Linked DNA regions of Mus musculus: region 2 is linked to region 1. Evidence: chromatin contacts called from public HiChIP or PLAC-seq data. All regions are on one chromosome and are shown on one strand. Each heading gives the region's core, a stretch centred on a gene start, on an enhancer-like site or on the middle of the called end of the contact. The rest is flanking DNA. Distances are from core to core; before and after follow the strand shown.

The links. HiChIP or PLAC-seq counts read pairs in DNA pulled down with a chosen protein or histone mark.
Region 2: a contact with region 1 is called in a BATF HiChIP or PLAC-seq map of CD8 T cells, with 6 read pairs. The contact joins two enhancer-like sites. A contact is called at or near these places in 5 of 484 Hi-C or Micro-C datasets (the HPC-7 cell line, bone marrow-derived macrophages, cerebral cortex and 2 more), 10 of 115 datasets of contacts at active chromatin or transcription factors (CD8 T cells, Th17 cells, acute myeloid leukemia and 5 more) and 3 of 9 other capture datasets (adipose tissue, embryonic tail and liver).

Annotation. Positions count from the first base shown.
Region 1 is chr3:129,306,285-129,310,710 of GRCm38.p6, forward strand. It overlaps Enpep (glutamyl aminopeptidase), which reads right to left. Exons shown (of 20, transcript NM_007934.3): 5 at 3,485-3,639; 6 at 2,738-2,851. Among named protein-coding and RNA genes, the nearest start is that of Enpep, 24 kb to the right of the region's middle. Within about 2 kb of position 2,362, at least 29 of the 459 cell types and tissues checked have an H3K27ac peak or open chromatin away from gene starts, as enhancers often do. A contact at or near this core is called in CD8 T cells, where this site is marked.
Region 2 is chr3:129,656,395-129,660,820 of GRCm38.p6, forward strand. No RefSeq gene overlaps it. Among named protein-coding and RNA genes, the nearest start is that of 6330410L21Rik, 95 kb to the right of the region's middle. Within about 2 kb of position 2,642, at least 32 of the 459 cell types and tissues checked have an H3K27ac peak or open chromatin away from gene starts, as enhancers often do. A contact at or near this core is called in CD8 T cells, where this site is marked.

The DNA of each region.
Region 1 (4,426 bases), core at 1,112-3,611:
AATATTTCCAAAAAGGGTGCTTGTCATGTTAACTTATATTTCCCAGTGTCATGGTTGCCCTTCATAATAGACAAGGTTCTGTGGTTGGATGATGCCCACAATCACAGTTTGACTTGAATTTTGTTTGTTGGGTGGGTTGGTTGGTTCGGTTTGCATGTCAAGAGGTTTAAGTGAGAAGAAAAACCCGTGTTTTTCTGAATGTACCCTGCCTCTCACATCATTGGGGAGTGTTATTATCTTCTTCAAGCAAAAAGTTGTCACTGATGAAGTAAGTCACAGAGGTATTCATGGGATTTTTCTTTCTAACTTATTTACCAGACTCCTTTCCACACAAGGCCGTAAACTGGGAACTCCGTGAGGACTAAATAAATGTTTTTATCAAATGACTTGATTGTCTGCTCTTAGGTAAATGCAAGATGAATAAATAGGAAGAAGGGAGGGGGGGCAAATTACAGCTATTTATGTGATTATATTCCACTGAGGGGTAAAAGAGTGAGTAATAAATTCTAGAATACACCAATCCCACCCCCACCCCTTCCCGGTCCTGAGAATTGAGCCTAGGACTTTGCCCATGCTAGCAAAATACTCTATCACTGAGATACATCCACAGCCTTGGTTTTCTAAGTCAGGGCTTCACTAAGAATCTCAGGCTAGCCTTGAACTCTTGATTCTGTTGCTTCAATCTCCCAAGTGCAGGGTTCACTGGCGTTTACAACCAAGCTGGGCTTAATGGTGTTTTGAAACATCAAAATTGGAGTTTAACTGACTATTCAAATGTTACAGTTTAATATCAGAATTTGATAAAGGGAGGTCACCAAAATACTTTAATAGAAAAAATAAAAGACAAAATTATTTACCCGTTGTGTAGTTTATTTTCAAAAAATTACGAATTCATCAATGTTTACTGTCATGATGATCGGCAACTGAAGATTTTTACTTGTTTATTTTTATCTCTATTCCTAGCCTTTGTCACCACTGGGACAGGGGAGCTAGCAGTAGAGAGTGTGACAGGAACTGGCTAGTGTGCACTGCATAGGGAGGCCCATGAAACAAAGCATTGCCCCAAATGTTAATAGTTCCCGGGTGGAAAAACCCTGATGTAAATTGTTTAAAGACTCAACTTTGCAGAGCAGTTCCCCTCACCTTTCAAAGAAGGTTAGGGGGGATGCAAGTATTTAATGTAAAAGATAGATTTCCCAAGGGACAGGCTGATGGCACACTCCTTTCATCTCGGCACTCTGGAGGCAGAGGTAGACAGATCTCTGTGGATTCAAGCGGGGAGGGGGAGTCCTGGGGGGGGGGTAGGATTTACAACAATTGCTTCTTAAAACTTTTTAACCTACATCAGCAGCTGGGACTACAGGGACAAGATCAAGTCAACCAAACTTCCCAGCTTGGACTGGGGAGAGCTTATGCTATGTACCCCTAGCTTAGGAGCTGCCCCACCCCCATTGATGGCAGCTATGCAGGGGAGGGTTCCATTTTTCTTCAGGAATGTGGCCCTGGAAAGTCTACCCCATGTTCCAGTAGCTGGTCCTACACCCGAGTGTATTTTCATTTGTTTGTTTGCTGTTTGTTTTGTAAGGACATAAAATTGAGAAGGAAAAGTTGGGACAGTGAGGAGATGGGGGGAAGAGGCAGGAGGCAGGGAAAAAAAAAAGTTTTAAAGTTGAAAAAGGAAAACTGTTATAGACTCTTGCGCCCCAGGGAAGTTAAACTTCTGTTGGATGGTGTGCTCCTGTATTTTTAAATTTGCCCTTTAGTAGCTTTTCAGCGACACTTAGGAAGCATTGGAGTTTAGAGGTCACTTAAAAATACTTTCAGAAGTCAGAGAAAGATAAAAATAACTCCAAGTTGAGCAGTCTTGTTATTTCTTTATCAAATTCACGTGGGAGACTAAGCCCTTTAAATACACTTTATTGTTCGCCTTTACAACAACTGGACGAGGCAGTTCTTTTTAAAGGGATGCAGACAAGGTAAGTTACTCAATGTCACAAACTAGTCCAGTAGAGGGCAGTATTCTACATACTTCATGGTAATCTACATCTACACAGAGATAGGTATACACATCTATGGAGTGAACACACATGCATATATTCAGCCAGAGACGAATACTTACACGATCTAAATACAAACAGAAAAGGCTTAATTTTCCTAAAGAAAATTCTGTAGCAATCCTGGAAAGTTTTATTCCAGGTCCCTTGAGAGCACACTGAGAACGTTCACTAAGCCTACAGTTTGACAACTTGAACGCTTACTTGATACTGAACAATGCTCTCATCGGACATGAAAGGGAGAGCTGACCCAGAGAAGAGCGTGCACCTCGCTTGTGGCCAGGCTTCCTGCTGTGCATCTGAGAGCTGATGCATTTAGGATGTGAGCTTGCACCTAACTGCTAAGTTTTCACCACATCACAGCCTTGCAGCAACCAGCTCAAGTCAAAGAGCTTATAAAATAAGACTTGGGAAGGGCTGACACCCTACTTCCTGGAAATGCAAGGTGGGCGTTTCTTACACTTTCTGCCCTGATCCCCCATCTAGACAGGTGTTTGTCTATGGCTCCCTACTGCCTCAATGACCAGGTAAAGGCTCTTGGCAAAGAGCAGCTCAGGGGAAGTTCCTGGCTCCTGGCTTCTGACTACCTTCACAACGGATATTTGACACTGATCCTAGACCTCTGTCAAAGGCTTCAGTTGGGTTTCCACGAAGAAACAGATTCAGATTGTGTTAGGACTCACCATCTGCCAGTCTTTTTCTGCGTGGTTTACTCCCAAGAACTCGAAGAACGAAGCAAATCCTTCATTTAGCCACAAGTCGTCCCACCAGTCCATGGTCACAGTATTTCCAAACCACTGAAATGAAAAGCAACGGGGAAATAGATGCTTACTCTCGCAGTAGGGAGGTGCTAGGAAATTTCATGGCGTGGATTTGTAACTGACACAGAAGCAATCAGTATTGTACCTAACATGTATTTCCCACTTCATCTTGATTTGAGGAATGTTAAATTCTCCAGTTTATTAATATAATTTAAGGAATATATAATGTTATAGGAAGGTCTCTTGTGTTTTTATTAAATGCAAAACAGTCTAAAACTGTGGTTCTCAGCCTTCCTAATGCTGCCACCCTTTAATGCAGTTTCACACGTTGTGGTGACCCCAACCATAAAATTATTTTTTGTTCCTACTTTGTAACTCTAATTTTGCTACTGCTATTAATCATAATAGACATATCTGTGCTTTCTGATGGTCTTAGGTAACCTCTGTGAAAGGGTCATTTGACACCCACCGGGTGACCATCCACAGGTTGAGAACCGCTGGAAAGTTTCTGTGCAGTAAAATATTAGTGAAGGCTTAGACTAGCTTTCACGTGGGATGTTCTGAGTGGGTCTGTTTCACTTCGTTAGTCATCCACACTTTGTATTACTGCTGTGGAAAGAGGCCAGTTTTAAAAAGCAAGTGGATTTGTTTCAGGGAGGCCCTCTCTACCTGGTGTACAAGTTCGTGGGCAACCACGCTGGCCACTCTCTGCTGGTTAGATGAGGCCGATAGTAGGGGGTCGTAAAGCAGGTTTGTTTCTCGGTAAGTGACAAGTCCCCAATTTTCCATGGCGCCGGTGCCAAAATCTGGAATAGCAATTTTATCTGTGGAAAAAGACAGTCTGGTGAGAAATGCATTCTTTCCACTTGTTCACAGCGTCTCTTACCAAATTAACTTCTTTGGTTGACTTTGTTTTTTAAGGCTAAAAATAATGTTTCAGAGTGAGAGGCAGAAATCGTTTGTGCACAAACTCAGTCCTAATGCTCTCAACATTCCCACGGAGAAGTTCCTGTAGCCTCCAGACTTCAGTGTGTCGTCCCTCCCTAGCCCTCCCTTTTCTCTGAAGGATTACATGACTGCTCTTTTATTCCAAGCCTCTCTGGTTTTATGTCTTTTCTTCTCTTTACAGTAATTCATTTTTATTACTTTCCCCCATCTTTTATTTATGACGTTGGTTATAAACAGCACCTATTTGGGGGATACAGTGTTAGGGAAAAAAAAAGAGTGAAGCCTTTAAATGAGAACTGAGAAGACAGAACATGTGAGTTCAGAGAGACAGCTTGCATGTCAAGGACACAGACTTAGAAACCCGAGTGATGTACAATTTAAGGACAGTCTGATTCTCGGCCAATCTAATGTCCCTTTCCTCTTTTCCTCCACCTTCCCTTTGCCATCTTCCTTTGTATTTTAAATAAGCTAGAAGGACATGGAATTGACCAATTTCTCTCTCTATTTTTTTATCCAGGTCACAGGAATTTCTGTCCTATTTTCTCTGGATTTTAGAAATAACACCCAACAAAGGGAAGCAACATTGAACACTTCCACATTAAATCTGCATACAGGAAAAACACCGATTATCAGGGAATACAGCTTCCCAAGCTAATGAACTGT
Region 2 (4,426 bases), core at 1,392-3,891, 350 kb after region 1:
CCAAAACCTAAGGTGGCTCATGCTGCCTCTGAAGGCCATGTCCGGGTCCATGGCCCTGAAGCACTGAGGGTCTGTGTCGATGTCCATGGACCATGTTACCACCAAAAGTCATGTGGACATCACAGTTTTGGGCTGCTGCCTGGGGCCACATAGATGTCCAAGAGCTATGCAAAGCTGGCCCTGCCCCTCCTCTGGGCACTGCAGGAGAGCTGTCCCTGATAGTGTGAGAAGTCAGAGAGCGACTCCCAAGCCTTTCCTGCTATACCACACGTGGGCAGTGCTAGAAACTTGGCCCCGATGCTATGAACACAGGAGAGCTGGCCCTACCCCTCTCCCAGGCAAAGCAGGTGTGTGAGCACTGGAGAGCTGGCAAGCTGACCAGCTCAGAGTACTGGATCTTGGCCTGGGTGATAGCTGAGTTGGTCATGGGGCCTCGAAAGAACCAAAGCTACAGTATCTCTATAACACAGGGCAAGAAAAGGCAATCTGAGACAAGACCCAGTGAGGATCCTGTATTGATAGTGTAGCAGAAGCCAGAGGCCTCAAAGAAGACCAATAGTTCAATGCAATGAACATTTGCAAATAAAGCTGTGTGCACAAAAGGCTAAGCTGTGTGATACACCACAGCTTTCATGGAGAGATGGGTTTCATTTGTTTGTTTTCTTTTTTGGGGAGCTTGCAAGAGTGGAAGATGGATATGAAGGGAGAGGGGAGATGAGTGGATTATGATTCATAATGTGAAATTCACGAAGAATCAATGAAAAAGAAGTGACAGTCATAGAAAATGAAAAATTATCAAGCTAATGTGAAGACTAGGGACATATCTTTATGCCTTTAAAGTTGCCTCCCAGGGAAACAGAGAAAATCTCTGTGGTTACTCCAAAGATGAATTACAGATAAGCTAAAAAGAAGAAGAGGGGAAAGTACAGAGAGGCGTTGCCAAGAAAATTAAAGTAAGGATGTCATTGAGTTGTGTTATGTATCACTGGCGAAACTGAAAAGCCCTTGTGAAGCCTCGTGATGAATAGACTCACCACAAGCATGGCACGGATCCCGTATAATTCAGCCCTCCAGATGCTCATGGCTCCCCTGGACACTCCCATTTCTTCATGGGCTTCGAAAGCTGAGTCCTAAAGTGGTCCTGTGTGAGTATCCTTTTGGCCCGATGAGTCTCTGGGAGAAATCCGATTTTCTTTGCTTCCAGATTCCTATTAGTTACGGTTCTGATTCTTAACTGACAAAGTGAGGATGTAGAAACGGGCTACTTTTTTGATTAAATGAATATACCGGAACTCTGAATTATGGAAGACCTCTTGCAAACCTCAGATGGCTCATTCGATTTTCTAGGACTTGAGTTTTTAAAAGTTAATGTACAATAGGACCTACTCCAAAGACAAGGCTGAAATAAATTATGGTGGGATCTCTTCTAAGCCCCACAAGCTAGAACCACTTCTTTATTTTCCCCAAGACACATGCCAGAGGACGTCTCACAGTACAGTCCCATCCGTCCCTGTCATCTCCTCTGTGCCCTCCTCCGAGTGCCTCATCCTTAAAGAGGAAGTAAAGGGCCGCTGGGGCCAGCTGGAAAGAGAAGGCACTGAGATCGATCGGCAAGTGAAGTTAAAATGCCACCATCCATCCCAGCGCCCCGATACCGAGGATGCAGGTATCCTGCCTGGGATGCACAGGGCAGCAGAAAGAGAGGAGGCTTTGGCTCTGAACGACATTGGGCTCTTGTAGGAGTCAGTCCGCACTTGGAGATCAGATTCACAGACCTCAACAATGGGGCCAGCTACGTGAGAGTCTGTCTGTCCTTCATTGTCTCTCTGAGATGGCAGAAGAACAGGATATAAACTATGGAAACCCATTTCAAGCAGGTAGATTCGCACTGTACTGGGCTCACCCGTGCCCTAGAAACGTGTTTCACTTCATGTGTAGTCATGGCTTGACATGAATTAAGAGAAGAGAGACAGTTGTGTGTTTAAATCACAGGTTTGGGGGGTAAAATCTGGTTCAACAGGCCACCTCTACACAGATGAGCTGGAAGTTTTAGTGAATCCTGTTGGATGCATGTTTTGGTATTTTCAGCTACCCAGTATACCCACGACTCCGGAGGAAAGAGCCAACCAAGGTGGCCCGGCTTGTGTGACTCAAATCGTCTGTTCCTCTGCCAGAAGCAGATCAGATCAAAATAACCAAGCGATCCCGGGTAGGCAGAACTAGACCAAGAAGATAAAGTTCCCTTTCCATAGAACTGGGAGTCGGGGAGTTGAAGAAACGTGACCAGTTACACCTCTTTAAAGTGTGATCTCTGAACCGGCAGCATCTGTGACAGCTGGGAACTTAGTGAGACGTTGATCCAGTCTCCTGAACCCACTGGGCCGGTATCTGAAAAGCTCCCTCAGTGATTCTGTGGATGTTGAGGTTAGATCTGGAGGATGAATGCAGTGGGAGGGGACATTTGCAATGACAGGTTGTACTGGGTTGGTTTCAAGGTACACTAAACACAGGCAAGCGGAGGTTTAAAAGAGACGTAAGTTCATGGAATTTGCGCAAGAGTCGAGGACATCAGAGCAGAACTAAAGATAGTATCAGAGACAGGAAGTCCTCAGAGAAGAGGCTGGGGGTGCAGGTCCAGAACCACAGGCTCCTCCCCCATGCCCACAGGCTCCTCCCACATGCCATGTCGGAGTATTTTAGGTCACCTGTTGGATAGATGCCCAGTGAGCTATGACTTTACAGTCTAATTCTTTGAGAGAGCTAGATCTAGTAGGTTTCGGTGCTGATCTCTACATTTTATTGTCATCATCTGTTCATTTGCTTTTCTTTTCTTTTTTTTTAAAGATTTATTTATTTATTTATTATATGTAAGTACACTGTAGCTGTCCTCAGATACTCCAGAAGAGGGAGTCAGATCTCCTTACGGATGGTTGTGAGCCACCATGTGGTTGCTGGGATTTGAACTCCTGACCTTTGGAAGAGCAGTCGGGTGCTCTTACCCACTGAGCCATCTCACCAGCCCCTCATTTGCTTTTCAAGACAGGGTTTCTCGGTTATAGCCCTGACTGTCCTCAATTTGTAGACCATGCTGGCTTTGAACTCAGAGATCCAGCTGCCTCTGCCTCCCAAGGGAGATGATTAATGGCATTCACCACCATGCCCAGCTGCTAATCTCTATTTTAATATAAAAGAAGAATACATTTCCTAGTCTAGGATTTGACCATCTTTGGAGTCTAGTGCTCAGCTTGGTCATCTCAGTTTGAAAGGAATGTTGCTATACTGAGGCCAGGCCTCCAAAGAACAGCCACCATCATAGTCTGGCACTGTGTGAATGGCCTGAAAACATCATCAAAAGAGGACTGCAAAAGAGAAGATTTTCAGCTACCGTGTCCTGAACCAGGTGAAGCTATTAGATATCCTACAGCCCTGGGGATTGGAGCTATGCCAGCGCTGATGCTTGCTCTGACTCTCTGTAAGGGCAAACATCCTAACGATCGCAACTGCTTTTACAGCTGCTTTTAAAACACCACACTCTGGAAATCAGTTCTCTCCAATGTCAACACTCCAGGGCAGGCCTGGGACCCAGCAGTAGTTGCACAGCACAAATGGATTCCATTTTTTTCCTCTGTCTTTTATTTTTTTACTTATTTATTTATCTTATTGTTTGTTGTTGGTTGGTTGGTTGGGTTTTTGTTTTGTTTTGATTTTCATTTTTGGAGGTTTTATTTATTTATTTTTAGAAAGATATGTAGAAAGATACATGTGATGTTGGATGGGTGGGTTGGATCTAGGAGGGTTTGGGGAGGGGAAAAGTATGATCAAATGCATTGTTTGAAATTTTTAAAGGAACAAAAAAGAATTTAGTTTTTAAAAACCCCACATTTCCTGCTATAAGTGAGTTAGAAGGGGAAGCCCAAGGATTCATCTTAAAGGTTCTTGTGGGATGAATTCCAGGGGCAGAGACAGATGGCTTTTGGCACAGGCTACTACTTTTTTCACCAACTGCACCAATTTCAAGGTCAAGATCATGAAGATTCTCTTCTGATCATGAGTAACGACCGAAGGCCACATTTCTGCATTCATCTTATTTTTCTGAGAGCTACGCCAAGTTTTATGATGGTCCTTTTGATCAAGAAAAATGGCAACACCTTTATGAAAATAAAATGCCTTGTGGGTGCCACAAGACACGTGAAAACAAAAAACAAACAAACAAACAAACAAAAAACCAAAAAACCAAAACCTATGCTTTGGGATGAAGCAGGAACAAGACAGGTCCTCAGAGTTTGGTAGAGGATGCTAAACTGTAACATAGGAGCACCTTGAAGCCACGTGGTTAAGACTTCTTCCTACCATTTGTGATTTTGATTACTTTAAAATTTACAGTATTTGTTATCACTTCCGGCTTACGACAAACAGATGTACTTCT